Linked DNA regions of Macaca mulatta: region 2 is linked to region 1. A link is a contact called in public Hi-C data. All regions are on one chromosome and are shown on one strand. Each heading gives the region's core, a stretch centred on a gene start, on an enhancer-like site or on the middle of the called end of the contact. The rest is flanking DNA. Distances are from core to core; before and after follow the strand shown. Region 1 holds the start of CREB3 (cAMP responsive element binding protein 3). Region 2 holds the start of TESK1 (testis associated actin remodelling kinase 1).

Region 1 (7,970 bases), core at 1,396-3,895:
CAATACAGAAATCCCTTCTACAGCTTCCCTGACCAATAGGCATTCACATTCTTTCTGAATGCCTCCACGGACCATGTGTTAACCCTAACAAGCCAGACCATTTTAAACTATTAAAAAAAAAAATTGGTCAGGCAATATTCAAGTGACATGGCTCATGCCTGTAATCCCAACACTTTGGGGAGCTAAGGCAGGAGGACCGCTTGAGCCCAGGAGTTTGAGACCAGCCTGAGCAACACAGTGAGACCTTGTCTCTACTAAAAATAAATTAGCCGGGTGTGGTGGCACATGCCTGTGGTCCCTGCTCCTCAGGAGGCTGAGGAAGGACAATCGCTTGAGCCTGAGAGGTCAAAGCTGTAGTGAGCCATGATCTCACCACTATTCTCCAACCTGGGCAGTAAAGCAAGAATCTGTCTTCAAACAAAAACTTCCTTATCCTGAACCAACAGCTGTCTCCTTATAATTTCTATACGTTGGACTTACCTAGTATCTCTGGGGCCAAATAGAATGAACCCTGTTTAGCTATTTTCAGGCATTTGACATTTCCTCAGAGAAAAAAAGTTCAAGAAAAAAACAGCTTAGACAAAAATTTTAACTCATCTTCTTAGGATAGACTGCATCTTCTTAGTATCTGTCAAAGATGTGCTCTAGCCAGTATAAAGGAAAGCAAGATAGTGACTTGTGGAGACAATAACTCTTGCTACAGTTTCCAAATCCCATTAACTTTCCTAGTAGCCACATCGCACTGCTGACTCATCTTGTACTTTGAAGGAATTAAAATTCTTTACTTTTGGAGGCCAAGGTGGGTAGATCACTTGAGCACAGGCGTTCAAGACCAGCCTGGCAACAAGGCAAAACCCCATCTCTACTAAAAACACCAAAAAAAAAATTTGCCAGGCAGGGTGGTGTGCACCTGTAGTCTCAGCTACTCAGGAGGCTGAGGTGGGAGAATCACCTAAGCCCAGAAATTCAAGGCTGCAGTGTGCCATGATCACATCACTGCACTCCAGCCTGTGCAACAGAACAAGACCTTGTCAAAAAAAAAAAAAAATTCCTGGAACTTTTCTATTAATGAGCACTGATTTCATCATAGTATCCCAGTACTCTGCTTGTGAAGTTGCCACTGATTGCTTAAAACTGGAAACTAAGGATTTTGCATTTATTCATGTACTGCTTAGTCCAATCGTGTTGAACTCTCTAAACAGTTCTACCATTCAGCAAGAGGTGGATTACTATGAAGCCAATGAAGTGTCAAGGCCCTTCACTTACACAGTCCTTTCCAAGGCCCAATACTAATGTTGCACTGATAATTTTGAGGGTTTTTTTTGTTTGTTTTTTAACAGAACACCAAAATTTGTGTAAGCCCAACGAAAATGAGGATCTGCCTTGCATCTAGCATATTGGGTACCTGCCTCAACTTCCTATTAGCAATAAATCTGCTAAGTTTCTCACCTCAATCCTTTTTTAAAGTTATTGATATAAAGTTAACAGAATTGGCCTACTTGAGACTTTTAATCCCTTTTCAGCCTTTGCTCAACTAACGAGAGTCTTACCTTAGTGAGAGGAAGTGTCTCAGGCAGAATAAGCCCCTCCTTCTCCAATAGACTCTTCTCCTCATCTGTCAGTACCAGCCTAACAATATCCTAGGGTAACCAGAAAGTGGGCGGCAGTTGCATGGGGATGTCACAGAGGAATGGGGAATCCTGCCCCCACCTGAGGAATGTGAGAGTAATCATCCTGAAAATCAAGTCAAGTACCTGCTCTGCCAGCTCCTCCATATGCTGTGGAGTCATCTGGGTCCCCTCTTTTCTACAGCTCTCACTCTCTGCAAAAGGGAACGTATGAATAGCCAGGCCCATGAACCCTGTCCTCCCCCCAAACTTATTTCAGACTCACCTAGATCCATAGAGACAGGTTCTCGTGGGAGGGAGTAGGTGTGGTCATGGTGGACAAGGCAGGGGTTGGAGTTGCTGAGAACGTTCAACGACGACGCTGGGGGACTCAGCAGGGAGCTCAGCAAATCATCTACCTCCCAGTCGCTCGGTACCTGCGCAGGGTTCCAGTGAACAGGCCTTGACCTATCACCATCCCCTGACCTCATGGACATCCCACGCTTTCCCCAGTCAGAACCCCAACGCACCTCAGAAAGCGGCAGCTCCCAGTCCAGTGGGGCCCTCACGGACTCATCGGGCGCCGTCCTCAAATCTCCACTTTCCTCTAGCAGGAAGCCCAGTAGGTCTTGGTCACCAGCGTCCAATTCCAGCTCCATTTGGGACAACTACGGAAAGGGTGGGCTACCGGGCCCCAACGTCCGAAGCCCAGACACGAGCCCCAGGCCAGCTGTAGGCCTCGGGCACCTATCCACTGTCCCTCTACGGCCGGGCTTCCCGGCCGGGGGCTTTCCGTAGCCCTCTCCGGACCCGCCTCCCAGGCTCAATTCTCCTCAGCCTCCAACGCAGCGAAAGTGACGCACCCCACCCCGTGGCACTGTGGGACTTGGAGTTCCCTCCAACTGAGAAGAGGCCTGGGTGCCGCGCCACGTCCCAGGGGCTATGCAAATGTAGGGGACGGCCCTGCTGCCGCCTCGCACCCCGAGGGCGGGGGTTCCGGGGCTCCGGCTCCGCCTTCTCCCCCAAGCTAGAAAAAGGAAGAGTTCTGGCCTGAAAGGGAACTCGGGCGTCGTCTTGGCGTTCTCTCCGGATTGCGCCGCACCCTCGCTTCCTGCCAGGGAGGGGCTGCCGGCCTTTGGCGGCCCCCGAGCATCGAGAACGCGGCCAGAGCAGCTTCCTGCCTGCCCCCCGCGACCATAGAGCGCTGCCCCAGGGCGCCGCCCGCGGGTGGGGGACGTTCCCAGGACGGAAGTGGCCGAGAGAGTGTCGAAGGGAGGGCGAGGCCGGAGCCCGAGGGCGACCCGAGAAGCGGCAGGGCAGCGGGCCGGCGGGCCGGCAGGCGGGGCGCAGAGCCGGGCAGCGCAGGTAGGCCAGACCGGGCCGGGCGGGGGCCTTAGGGTGGGGCCGCGGAGCCTGGCCCCGGGGGCGGGCGGGGCCCTGCCTCTCCTGCGTGTCCGGTTCGGGTCCTGTTAGTTGGAGAGGTCAGCGTCCAGCGCATCTCAACTTGGGCTCATCGTGAAGTAGGCCGTCTTAGGGGAGACAGGCCTCTCCTGGGGGCAGTCCTCTGCCTGGGATAGGCTTTGGGGAGCGTGAGGAGTCGGGTAGCAGCGGGGCGCAGGACGGGGACGGGCTTTGGTGTTAGCTGATAGCGGCCATGTGGGTAGGAAAGCTTTGGGTGAGTTGGGGATTAGGTGGGGTCCGTTTAGGAATCAAGGGTCGCTATAGGAGTTAAAAGCTGGGGTTAAAACTTAAGAGTTAGTAGTGTGAGTCAGGTCCGTTTTAGGTAGGTAAGGTTTAGATTAAGGTCATTATTTTGTTTGCTGGGATGGCCATCATACGTCATAATTTGAGTTCAGGGTCGGGTTAAGGGTCAACAACAGGAATCAGGTTAGAGCCTGTTTGAGGGATTAAAGAATGTTGACATGGTCGGTATTAAGGATAAACAGTGAAAGCGTGAGTTAGGAATCAAGTTACAAATGAACTTTAGGCTTAGGGGTCAACATTTAGGGTTAACATCAGGCGATTTGGTGCTAAAGGTAAAACTTAGATCAGTATCAGGGATCAGGGATTGGATATGAGTCTCTGCTGGGAAAGGGATGAATGTCCAAGCCGGTAGTGGGAATCAGGAAACAAATTAGAGGTGGGGTTAATGTTAGGAATTTGGGGCAACTTTAGGGGTTGTAATTGAGGCTAGCATAGTTGGCCTTGAGCAGATGAAATTTAAGAGGTTGGCAGTAGGTAAATGCCCTTCTTTTGTAGGGAAGTCCTTTATTCCTGTGTAGTTACAGGGGCTTCTTTTCACCCAGAGAGATAACAAACTAATTTCAGGCTAGTGTTCTGGCTTATTGCAGGCATCTGGGATTCCAGCATCTTTATTCCATTCTCTAAGCCTAAGGCCCTTGCTGTGGCCACCACAGTTAGGGGACAGAGATTCTGGACTATGTTGTTTACATACAACATAGGTGGGAAATAGGGACCCAGGATGTACAAGGCCTAGTCACAAGTTGGAGACTGCCTAGGGAAGAAGGAGCTGTTGACTATGGGGGAAGCTGACCAAGGAATCACTGTTGCCACGGGAGAAGGAAATAACTGAATCCCCTGAAAGTTTAGCTTTGCTGTCTCCCACTTCACTTGTTCTCTAGGTATTAAGGCCTCCTCTCCAACTCTCATCCCTGACTCTGCATTTCACATCCATCCTGACTATCCCCTTACAAAATACTTCCCTTGCCTTTAACTGTCCCATGCTCATCTTATCATCCGTTCCCATCCTCAGTTCTACCTCCCTCACCAACCCTTAATCCGCACATCCTACCTGAATTTAGCCTCATCATAACCTGAGCTTTCCCATCATTTTAAATTACTCTCCTACCATTTTCACCCAGTCATGTACCTACATTCCACCTGGTCATCAGCTGAATACCCTACTCCCAGCCCCTGCTGTGTGCCACCCCCTAGATCTAAGCCTCTTTTAATTTCTTGGACCATTTGTAGATCCCCTTCCCCCACTCCCCAACAGAAAAGAGGAAACGAGACCCAAAGAGGAAACTGGGTCTTGCTGATCCCACGCCCAGCCAGGCCACTGACCACACCCCCATTTCACTCCCAGCCTGACCCTGCCACTGACCACAGCACTGTCCTCTACTCAGCCTGACCCAGCCACTGGCTATACCCTATCCCCCATCCCCCATCCCAGCTCCAGTTTACTTAGACATTGACAATGTCCCTTCACTTTCCCACCCCCACCCCAGTCTAATTTAGCCACTGACCACAGGCCTATCTCTTCTCAACCTCCTATAGCCTGACCTGGCCTCTGACCTCACCCCATCATTCCCTGACTTAGCCACCATCTATGTAATCATTCCCCTTCCCCCAACCTGATCCAATGACTGGTCATATATGTATCTTATGTATAGGTATTTTTCCCAACACCGTCATCACCAGCATCCTTTTTCTACACCCTGTCTTCCCATCCTTTTTCTACATCCTGTCTTCCCTATTCCCAGCCCGATGCAGTCACTAACCCAACCCCATCTGCCCCTAGTGGCTACTAATCATATACTCATCGGCTTTTTCCCACAGCCTAACCACATCCCCTAACCATAGCCTCATTCTCACATTCTCTGCCCAACCTGATCCTTTCCCCTCTTCCCAGTTCCTCACCTAAACTCAAGCTGCCCCAGCCACTAAAGTGGCTGCTGATGATAGGAAGCTATGGGACCCTAACCTGACTACCTTAGTAGATATCAGGTCCTGTCAATTCTACCTCCCCAAACTTCTTCTGAGTGACATCTTCCTCAATGCCATTCTAACTCTGGCTTGGTTACCTTTATTTTGTACTAATACAGTATCCTTCTAACTAATCTCCAAGGTAACTGCCGGAGTTATTTTTCTAAAATCCAGTTCTGGTTATGTCTCTTCTCTGCTCAAAGACTCCCTTGGCCTCCTTTTGTCCTCCAATAAGTAAAATTCCTCATACCCCTCTCTAGCTTTCCTCTGCCTTTCCATCCTAACCCTGACTTCCCCACCACTGCTCCCTTGCAGGTACCCTGTGCTTCAACCAGCCTGCCTGCTCACTTCCCTGAATGCTCCTCCACAATTTACTGCTTCTCCATCTTTGCTTATACTATTTCTCTGCCTGGAGTGAAAACTGCCCCTGACACATCTCCAGCTGGCTGGCGTAGTGGAGAGAGCTTGGGTTTTGCAGTCAGAAACCTGGGTTCGGATCCTGGCTTCACAACTTATTACTTGGAGAAGTATTTGAACAAGTATTTAACATCTTTGAGTTCTGTTTTCTGATCTGTAAAAATGGAAATAATGGCACCTACTGTAAGGATTAAATGAAATTATGTATACAGTGCAAGTGACATAGAGTCAATAAATGGCAGATCACTATTATTTTTTATTATCTCTATTTTTTAAAATTCTAACTTCAGATGATACCTATCATGGAGACTTTTTGGTTCCCCTTCCCTAACCTAAAGGGATCTCTCTGAGCACACACCTTTTGGCTCTTACCACATCCTGCCCTCTGTTGTGATTCTGTACTTGGCTTATTCACTCACCTCATGGACTGGGAGCCCTTTGAACACAAAGGCTAGGTCTTACTGATCTTGGTCCCCAGCCGCTGAAAGTTTGGCCCAGGGTCTTCCCCACAACTGGCCCTCAAGGAATGCTTGCTGGGTGAATGGAAAATGTCTACATAATAGGAGGAGAGACTCTGGGTGCCGGGTGTGCTTGTTATGGAGGTTATCTATGCGAACGCCGTGTGCGTAGGATGGGCTCCCTAGAAGAAGGTAACGCAGTCCTGATGGGATCTGTGTAGGGGCTGTGTGATCGAGATAATGTGTATGTAGAGACAGTAAGGTAGCTTTGTGGGAAAGAGCTCTACATAGGCTGGGGTGCATTTGGGGAGAATGAGTGTGCATGTGGATGTGGAGGGGCTATACTGGGGGAAGTTCTGTGCAGCCCTTCAACTAGCTGCCCAGTCCAGCTTTAAATGAGCCTCCAGCAGCCTGAGGCCGGATATGTCAGTCTCACCCACAGCCCTCCCCCGCTGCCAGTGGTTGCGGACTCAGAGGCCAAATTTGGTAACAGACTGAGTGTTACTCCCCCATCCCTCTTATATTCTGACTGTCTTAGGCTCTTTCCTTTTGTCCCTCTTTTTGTAACTCCCTATCTTTCTGCAATTCCCCTTGTGGGTATCTGCTCTGCCTGTATTCTCCAAGTACCCCAACTTTCTTAGCCCCAATACCCTTACATTCCATTCCTTGCTGGGATTTGACCTCCTGTCCTCCATTCCCCCTCTCCAATTGCCCAACTCCTTTGGAATGCATCTCAGGAATGTATTGAGGGAGGAGGAGTTCCCTGGGAGGGGGACACTGCAGTGGGGAGTTGCTGTTCCATAAAACACGATGGAAAGGGGAGCAAAGTTCTCAGGCCAAAGCAGGAATGAGCTAGCTTCTACTCATACTTGTAGCAGCCTTGTTATTTGCCACCATCACCTCCAATTCACTGATCAGTTCTTCACGTCCGCTCACCCTCTTGTAGCTGTGTGAATATCTACTCTGGACCAGCTCGGGAGTAAGGGTGGGCATGACTCAGCTCCCTTATCGGGGTCTCACCAGAGGCTTCCGTGCTTGAGGAAGAAGGGGTGTGTAAGTGTCCGGAGGAAATGGGGGGAGACATGCAGTTTCAGCTTGGTATGAAGGGTCCCTTCAGTCCTGCTTCTCGGCTCCACAGACTCCTCCAGCTTCTCGGATCCTCCAGCCCAGCCCTCATTCTTTCATGGTCAGCAACCCCATAGCCAGGTCTGTCCAGCTGGGACACCAAAGCGGATCGTAATAAGGTTGGGCAAAGTGCCCCAGGAGTGGGGAGGGGGGCAGAGAGCTGAAACTGGGGAGACTGGGAGGGTCCTCACTTATTTGGGAGTAAAGACAGAGAGCTGTGGTTCTTCTGAGACTCTGGACTGCTTGTAAGGTCAGAAATTGTCTATCTGCCGCTCGGTACCAGACCCCTGATCTATACCTTTTTCACACCTGTGTCCTGTCTCTTGTTTCTACTTAGATTTTCAGTTCTCCTCATCCCATCTCTCCTAACTTCTTTACCCTCTACCCCTTAACTTCCCTGGCTTTCAAATGCCTTCTGTATCCTAACACCCCCATCTCTGCTTTCCAGCCTTCCCCTCTCACCCTGCTTTTCCCCACTTGAGGCTTGTAGTTTGCCAGAAGGGGAATGGGCAGCTTGTATTTGCTCATTCTTTTAGTTAAGAGGCACCCAATCCCTGTACCAAGCTGGGGCACATCATCAGCTGCTGGGCAGACTTGTCCTCTTGCAGCCTGTGCGCCACCTGCTGCCTCCAGTGTC
Region 2 (7,970 bases), core at 3,875-6,374, 130 kb after region 1:
GCCTCCAGTTGCTTGGTCTGCTTATGTTAGGATGGGGTGGGCAGGGAGAGGGACAGGAAAGGCCTAGAACTTATGGGAGGCTGGTGATGTGGCTGTCGGGGTGACGGGGTGAGCGGGATGAGGGTTCAGTTAAGTCAACCATGGAGCTCACCGATACTTTACTCTTCCAGACACTCATGCCAACAAGAAACTGTGCCCCTCCTTCCTAACCTGAGGCCTGCGGGTCCTCAGACCATGTCCTCCCTGTGTTCCCTCATTCTGGGCAGTGTCCAGCCACCAGCTGATCCACACCTGACACTTCCAGCCAGCCTGCTGCCTGCTCCCTCTTCCTGAAACTGGACTGTTCTTGGGAAAAGGGTGAAGCCACCTCTAGAAGGGACTTTGGCCTCCCTGCAAGAACTTCCCATGGTAGAATGGGGCGGGGGAGGAGGGCGCATGGGTTGAGTGGATAGGGGCGGCCCGGAGCCAGCCAGGCAGTTTTATTGAAATCTTTTTAAATAATTGCACGTGTTAGTCTCATGTGTCAGCAATGCTGTGTCTGGTTCAGTGATCCCCATGGGAACACGAGCCGGGGATTGAACTGGAAGTGCTCTGTCCCTCGAGTCCATGCTGGGGCTCCCCTACACAGGGAGAAGAGCCGGTCAGCCCATCTGGAACTGGCACTGTCCAGCAAGTGTGCTCTGTTCTTACAGGGTGTCCTGAAGGCCAAAGTTGGAGGCCTGAGACCACAGGCTCCAATGCTAAGAGCGTGCCCCGGGCAGTTGCAGGCTGGGTGTGGGTGGCTTGGCATGGTGCCCTCGGTGGCAGAGGAGACTGCCCGCCTCACAGTTCAGGTTGCGGTAGCGGGCAACAGCTGGTGTGGGGCGGGGGCACATGGACAGGAAGCCAAAGCTGAAGGGGCCGAGGCAGCAGCCAGGACAGGGCAGCCCCTCATCAGGCTCCCGGGGAGCTGAAGGGGGTGGCGAGGGTTCTGTCCGCTCCAGGGCTGCCGCCCGGGGCAGGCTATGCTGGGCCCGGTTCCAGGGCTCCCCAGCCCAGCCTTGTGGGGAGTTCACCACCACAGCTGGGGGATTGTTATTGAGGACAGGTCCTGATCTAGGGGACCAGGGTTGGGTGGCCGAGGAACAGGTGCTGATGAAGTTGTCTGTGGCCACAGCCAGAGGCAGCTGGGGCGCTGGTCCTGGAGGTTCCGGCTCAGGGCTGCTGCCCTCACACTCCATCTTCTCTTCAGCCGAGGGGCCCACGGGGGGAGGGCCAGGACCTGGAAGTGCTGTCTCCATACGGCGGGGGAGCTCAGGGGATGAAGGTAGTGAGCGGCAGCGGCGGGCAGGTGTTCCAGGCTGGACCAGCGTCTCTGGGGTGGTCACCAAGGGCAGCTGAGTGGAGGGGAATGGCGATGGTGGCACAAGAGGCAGGACTGGCTTGCTGGGTGTGTCCAAAAGCTTGATCTTGCCACCCCTGAGGTCTTCCCGTAGTGAGAAGGGGTTGACTCGAGTCAGATTGTCACCCCAGTTTGGGGTTGATTCTGGTGATGGGGGCAGGAAGAGGTCTGACCGGCTTCGGGAAAGCCGGGGGTCTGGCCTAGGAAGCGTGGCAGAGGGACCCCCTCTTGGAACAGAGCCTGTAGACAGAGAAGTCTGGAATCACTGTCCTCAGCATTTGATCACAGCTTCTTGAGGGCCTCACTATTCTCCCGGAGGCTGGTGGGACTAGAGCTTGAAAAAGGGAGTCCCACCTGGTGCTTTGGAAAGGGGCGATGTCATCTCCAGGCCCCTTTTACTTGTTCCCCTCCCCTCCCTCAAGCTTTAGCATTAGGAAACTGTCTTCTTTGAGATGTCCTCCCACCCTACCCCAGCCCGACCGCCAGCCTTTTCAACTAATAAATATATTTAGCCTCCTCCATGTCATCTCTGAGTTTTAAGGATGAGAAAGGCCAAAGGACTTAAGCTGGGTCAAGGTCATGCTCACTTACCCTGATTGTGTGTCAGGGGAGTCCTGGTGAGTGGGGCTGGCTCAGGCAGCTGCTCCAGGATCCATTCCAGGTGCTGGGTAATTTCGGTGAAGGGGGCACGGGTGCTGGGTTCCAGCTGATGGGTAGAGACGGGAATGGCTTCACTCAGTGCTCCGAAACAGGGTCTCTGAGTTTCCCCCCATCACCTGGGTCCCATAGGGCAGCCATGGCAGCTTATAGATGGGGGCAGGGTGGAGCGGAAAGGCTGTGAGGATCTTACGCTGCAGCAGTGGATGGCCAGAAGCAGGAAAGGCAGTGGACAGTCATCCCCCACTAGAGTTCGGAAGGCAGGCACATCCAGGCCAAAGTCCTGTGGGGACAGAAGGAGGAATCTCCAAGTCAGCTTTTCTTGGGTTCTCCTTCTGCTCCCCAGTCAGAACCTCAACCTCTAGGGAATCCTCCTTGGTTATGAGCCGGCTAGTCTGGAGTTCTTCGTTTGCAAACCTGGAGACATTCACCTCAGTGCGTGGTAGGTAGTCAGGGTCTGCAGGTACTCGGGCGATGAGCTCACAGAGGACAATTCCGAAGGCAAAGACATCAGCCTGGGGGTCAGAGATAACAGTGTTGTGGAAGAATTAACAGTTTTCATTTCAGAATTTTGACAGAATATAGCTGAATTTGGTTGAGGGTGGGGGATCTTGACAGTTTTCATGTGTTGGAAGGGTGCCTGTGAGGGGCAAAGGGATCTTGGGGACTCCTGAAGATCTGGTAGGGTTGTTTTGGGGATGGATGGGGCTTTATGAGAAAACCTCAAGGGTCTCGGAAGGCCTTGGGGATCTGAAGGGTTGATGTCTCACCTTCTCATCATACAGCTCACCCCGTAACACCTCTGGAGCCATCCAGTATGGGGAGCCCACCACAGCCAATGGCTCCTTTCTTGCCCCCTCCCTGCAGGGGCAGGGGCAGGGTGGTCAGAAACATCCTACTCAGGCATCTCCCCCAGGGAAAAGGGGATGAGGTGAACTCCCTTCTCTCCCCAAGGGAAACATCGCTGGGGCTCTGGGGACATCAGATAGGGGCACTCTGGGAGATTTGGGGGGAACAGGGACATTCACCTCACCTATACACAGGAATCTTTTCAGCCAGCCCGAAGTCACCCACGACAGCGGTGAAGCCTCGATCTTCCCGTCGGACTAGACAGTTCTGACACACACACACATAGTATCCCCAAGCACTCATCACCTTCTGCCCTCTGGCCTCCCAATGTATAACCCAAAGCCCTGTCACTCCAGCATAACCCCAACCCTCTCTGCTCTCCCAGTTTTTCAAGGCACTTCAATATCGCAACATCACCCAACACTCCAAACACAGGGTGCTATTCAGTCCCTCCGAGCACTCCCCTCACCCTGGTCCCCCAATATTCTCCAATGCCTCGCCACTCCAACATCCTAATATATCTGTTATCCACATTCCAATGTCCACAGGACAGTTACAACCTAATAGTCTCAAACCCTCTTTCATGCCTCCACCCACCCCACTAGCCTACCTTGGATGTAAGGTCCCGGTGAAATACACCTTTGGAGTGCAGGTACCGCAGGCCTCGGGCAATGTCCAGGGCCAGGCGGAGCCTGACAGGCCAGGATAGGGGTTCAGGGGAGCTGAGCAGCTGTTCCAAGGTCCCCCCATTCATATACTGGTGCATAGGAGGAGAATGGGAATGGATGTCAGACTTCAGTCTGTATTCTAGGTCCCCCACTTATAAGCTAGGGGACACTCCGGAGGATCACAGAGGTCAGAGGGGTAAGATTGTGCTGTAGGACCCTCCATCCATGTTCTAGGGTTGCCCTGTTCAACTCAGTAGCCATTAGCCATGTGCAACAACTTAAATAATTTAAAATTTTTAAAATTTAATCAAGTTGACCCACAAAAAAAATCTAAACAATTAACATAATTTAAATTTAACCACATGTGGCTAGTGGCTACTGTATAGGACAGCACAGATAGAGAACATTTCCATCACTGAAGAAAATTCTATTGGACAGCACTATTCTAGGGGATACAGAGAATAAGACCAGCTGAGGCCTTTTATACGTGGTTTGCCTAAAGGGAAGTTCAGGAAAGCCTCCCCTGGGAGGAGATCCTGTTGCCTCTCACTAGTCCTCCGTAGATCCACCAGGCCTGTTCACTGCCTTTATCCTTGGGGGTGAAGGGGGGGTGGGGATCCCTCCTTCCTGGTCTATCCTCACCTCTGTAAGAGCGTGCAGCTGTCCCTGGTGCACACAGACCCCCATGAACCTGCCAGAGAAGGGGGAAGATAGAAGGGTAGGCTGTTAAGGGCCTCAGCTCCTCCTCAGTTCCACGTTTCCCGCGGGATCTTTCCTTTTCTCTCCCGCCCAGCAAGCTGCCCAGAGACTGGGGCCGCTTACCTTAGGATGTTGGGGTGCCTGAGCCGGTTCATCAGTTGCACTTCTCGTAGTGTGTTGCCCCGGTTACTGGGGAGCTTGTTCATCTTCAGCACCATGACTTGCCCTGACTGTCGGTGCCGAACCTGGGGGCGGGGGCGGCCGGCGAGGGTCGGGCAGGTCGGGAGGGTCGCCCGAGTCTGGACCCTCTTCCCCGCACTCCCGGCCCCCTAGTTGCAGCCTCTGGTTGAAGGCTCGGTCCCGCCCCTCTGCCCTCTCGGCCGGTCCTACCTTGTAGACCTCAGAGAAGAAGCCGGCCCCGATCTTCTCCGCGCAGTGAAAATCGTCCACACGGGCCAGGCTAGACACGGCGCTGCGGAGAGCCCGGTAGGAGGAGGGGCGGCCGCGGCCCGGGCCTCCGCCCGCGCCCCCCGGCCCCGGGGGCCCCTCCCCCGGCACCTCTCCAGGCCCGGGCCCAGGGCCCCGCAGTGGGGGCCGTTCCCCGGCCATGGCCGGGCCCCCAGCCCGGGCCTGCCTCACATGGCAGGGTCCCCGGGGCCCGGGCAGGCCGCGCTTGCCATGGGCGCGGGCCCAGCCAGATCCTGGGCGCCCGGACTCCCGCTCCCGCCTTGAGAATGAAGATCAGCCGAAGATCCTGGACCCGCCCCCGCCGCGCCGGCTAGCTGGGCCCGGGTGGACGCCGCGCCGCTCCGCTCTGCGTAGGCCTGGGCTTGGGCCTGGACCGGGCAGTGGCGGTGACGGTGGCGGCGACGGTGGCGGCAGCGCTCCCGGGCGCCGGCGGGCTAGCTCGCCGCGGGCGGAGGCGGGCGGGCGGGCGGGCGGGCGGCGGCTGCTCCGCTTAGCCGCCGGGGCTCAGGCTCCGCGGCCTGCCGGGGGCGGGGCTGGGCCGGGCCTCCGCTTAACTCCTTCCAGCCCGGCCTCCCGGCAGCGGCCACGCCCCCTCAGGTGCGCACCCCCGCCTCCCCGCTCTCCGGCCGCGAGGCCCTGGGCCGCCCGGGTCAAATAAGCTCAGGCCTGAACTTGAATAACGAAAGGGAATTAAGGGCTGATGGTGCGCATGCGAAGCTTAGCTGCCCAGGGAGTCCCCTGTCCTCCCTGGGACTGTCCGTTGTGGGTCGGGCTCAGAAACCTGCCGGATTCTTGGGCTCCAGGGACCAATGGGGCAGAAACGTAGGCCCCTCAGGCCCAGTCGCAATCTGAGGCAGCCCAGCAACCTGTCCACCTTCCTGGCCTGCGCCGCGGCCCAGCCTGCCCATTTCCCAGGTCTCTTCGACTCCGACACCTTGAACCTCTGGCCTCCCTAACACCTTCTACCTTCACGGGAGGTTGTGATACCTCGGGGCTATAGGGAGCCTTTGACCGGCCCATACCCAGCTTAGCTCCGACTCCTCACTTCATCCTGCCGTCTCCCAATAAAGAAGAGAGTCCAGGTCCTCCGCCCTGTGACTACCCAGCCGGGATCTCCCTCTTATTACTTTGTCCAAATGACTCTAAGAGAGAAGCCACCACCTGCAGGGAAGCCCCTCCTTCCGCAAGATCCCACCCCCTCAAAGAACGCTTTCTCTCGGAGACACCTCCCTTTCGGGAGCACTTTTCCCCAGTGTGGCACTGCCACCGTCAGTGTGTGTCAGAACCCCTCAGTGCTGCACCCCCTTGCTCTGTGTTCCTCCCACGCAGTGAGACCCCACCTCCGAGTGACTCCACTAAGTCATTGTGACCCCTCCTCTCAAGGTGACTCCTCCCCTCAGTGTGACCCAGCCCTCCTCAGTGTGAGGGTTCCGCCCTCCACGTAGGAACACGGTCTGTCCCCTCAGGCCAGAGGAGGGGCTGCAACTGGCCTCTTTAAGTCGGCGCGGTGCCCGGGTGCGCATGCAGTCTGCGGACTCTGTGCACTTGCCGTACCAGGTACTTCCGGTTCTGCCGCTGGCTCCGCCTCCGGCCTCGGCAAAATAGCCAATCATCGCCAGGGTTGGGTGGTGACACGCGATCCCGGCAGGCCACTCCGGGGCAAACGGTTTAAATGGGCGTCGTTGAGCCGCTTGCCCCCTAGCGGCGGAACGGTAGGCGGCGGGAGTGAAAGCTGCGGTACCGGGTGCGGAGGCCGGCTGAGAGAGCTGAGGAAGCGAGGCTGCGTCCGTCAGGAATTCTCAAGTACTGTATTAATATTTCTGTAGTAACCTTAAAAGAAAATTAATACAAGCACAGTCCGTATCGCGTGGGGTTACCGTCTTCCAATGGAGTCTGGTTACACGTTTATGAGAGTTGGAGCCAAGAAGTACTACTCAGTTGTCGAGGGCTACTGAGAAAAGAATAAAGACGGTCATAAATGATACATGATGCCTTAGAGTCAAGAGAAGGCCAGATGCTGTCTTGGTGCGCCGTACAAGGGAAGGTATTGCACAAGTTTGGAGCGAGAGGAAGGGAGACGTTCGCAATCCTTCCACAGCCGGTGGAGGCAGGCCAGCCTCAGAATTGCCCAGGGCACATGCATCCTGTTCTTTTTTCTGGAGGCGTTTGGTCTCAGCACACGCTCATTCATCATATTTAATGCTAACATCTACAACTATTTGTGAATTTGCTTTCTATTGTTGTATGACATCTGTAAACACTAGGAATTTATGCCTCATTTTGTTTAAGTAATATCATAGATCTTTTAACCGATATTGGGTTCTGGCCCTTTATCATGTTTGAGAATTACTGTAATAGTAATGGTAATTCCAAGCCAAAGAGCCAGATGCCTATTTTGGAAAGATGATTGCGGTGGTTGTATGGAGGCAGGGAGACTGATTAGGAAGGAGGCTGTGACTGTGGTTTAATCAGGAGAGGATGAGACCAGCCTGGCCAACACTGATTAGGAAGGAGGCTGTGTCTGTGGTTCAATCAGGAGAAGATGAGACCAGCCTGGCCAACATAGTGAAACCCCGTCTCTACTAAAAATACAAAAAAATTAGCGTGACGAGGTGGCGGGCACCTGTAATCCCAGCTACTTGGGAGTCTGAGGCAGGTGAATCGCTTAAACCCGGGAGGCGGAGATTGCAGTGAGCCAAGATCGCGCCATTACACTCCAGTCTAGGCGACAAGAGTGGGACTCTGTCTCAAAAAAAAACCTTTTGTTGTTGTTTTTCAGACTTTTTATGATGGAAAATGTCTTAACACATACACACACGCAGAATAGAATAATGAATGTTTATTTACGTTGGATTAGTAAGACCATTTTGTTGGAAACCCATAGTGCAAAATTGGTTTGCCTTTGCCTCAGTTGTACTGTTGTCATATTTGACCTGGCCTAGGTGAAAGTACCGCTTTCATTTACCCTTCTATACCAGTGATTCTCCAATGAGCAATTCATGGCCAATCTTGTTTCATCTATACCCGTGCCCTCTTCCTCACTCCGTATTTGTGTATATTTCTGACATATCATTTCATCCTGTAAACTTTTCAGTATGTTATCTCTAAATGATAAGGATTCTTCTTTAAAACCAAATCACAGTATTGTCACACCAAAAAATAACGATAGTTCCTTCATATCATCAAGCATCCAGTTGTTTACATTTCCCCCACTGTCTTACGTTTGATTTTTAAAAATTGTTTATTTG

The links. A called contact is a pair of places that touch in the nucleus more often than the background predicts.
Region 2: a Hi-C map of fetal cortex germinal zone shows a contact between it and region 1, with 1.8 times the contacts expected there. The contact joins the promoter of TESK1 here to the promoter of CREB3 in region 1. A contact is called at or near these places in 2 of 14 Hi-C or Micro-C datasets (fetal cortex germinal zone and fetal cortical plate).

Annotation. Positions count from the first base shown.
Region 1 is chr15:63,962,086-63,970,055 of T2T-MMU8v2.0, forward strand. CREB3 (cAMP responsive element binding protein 3) reads right to left here and starts at 2,646. Exons shown (of 9, transcript NM_001265647.1): 1 at 2,138-2,646; 2 at 1,894-2,044; 3 at 1,755-1,822; 4 at 1,551-1,640. The coding sequence starts at 2,266. It overlaps TLN1 (talin 1), which reads left to right and starts at 2,844. Exons shown (of 58, transcript XM_077965731.1): 1 at 2,844-2,972.
Region 2 is chr15:64,087,676-64,095,645 of T2T-MMU8v2.0, forward strand. TESK1 (testis associated actin remodelling kinase 1) reads right to left here and starts at 5,125. Exons shown (of 10, transcript NM_001265761.1): 1 at 4,645-5,125; 2 at 4,378-4,499; 3 at 4,198-4,246; 4 at 3,498-3,644; 5 at 3,072-3,154; 6 at 2,809-2,899; 7 at 2,470-2,553; 8 at 2,232-2,321; 9 at 1,973-2,087; 10 at 427-1,621. The coding sequence starts at 4,863. The coding sequence ends at 741. CD72 (CD72 molecule) reads left to right here. Exons shown (of 9, transcript XM_015117491.3): 9 at 171-498. It overlaps MIR4667 (microRNA mir-4667), which reads right to left and starts at 2,405; the gene lies at 2,294-2,405.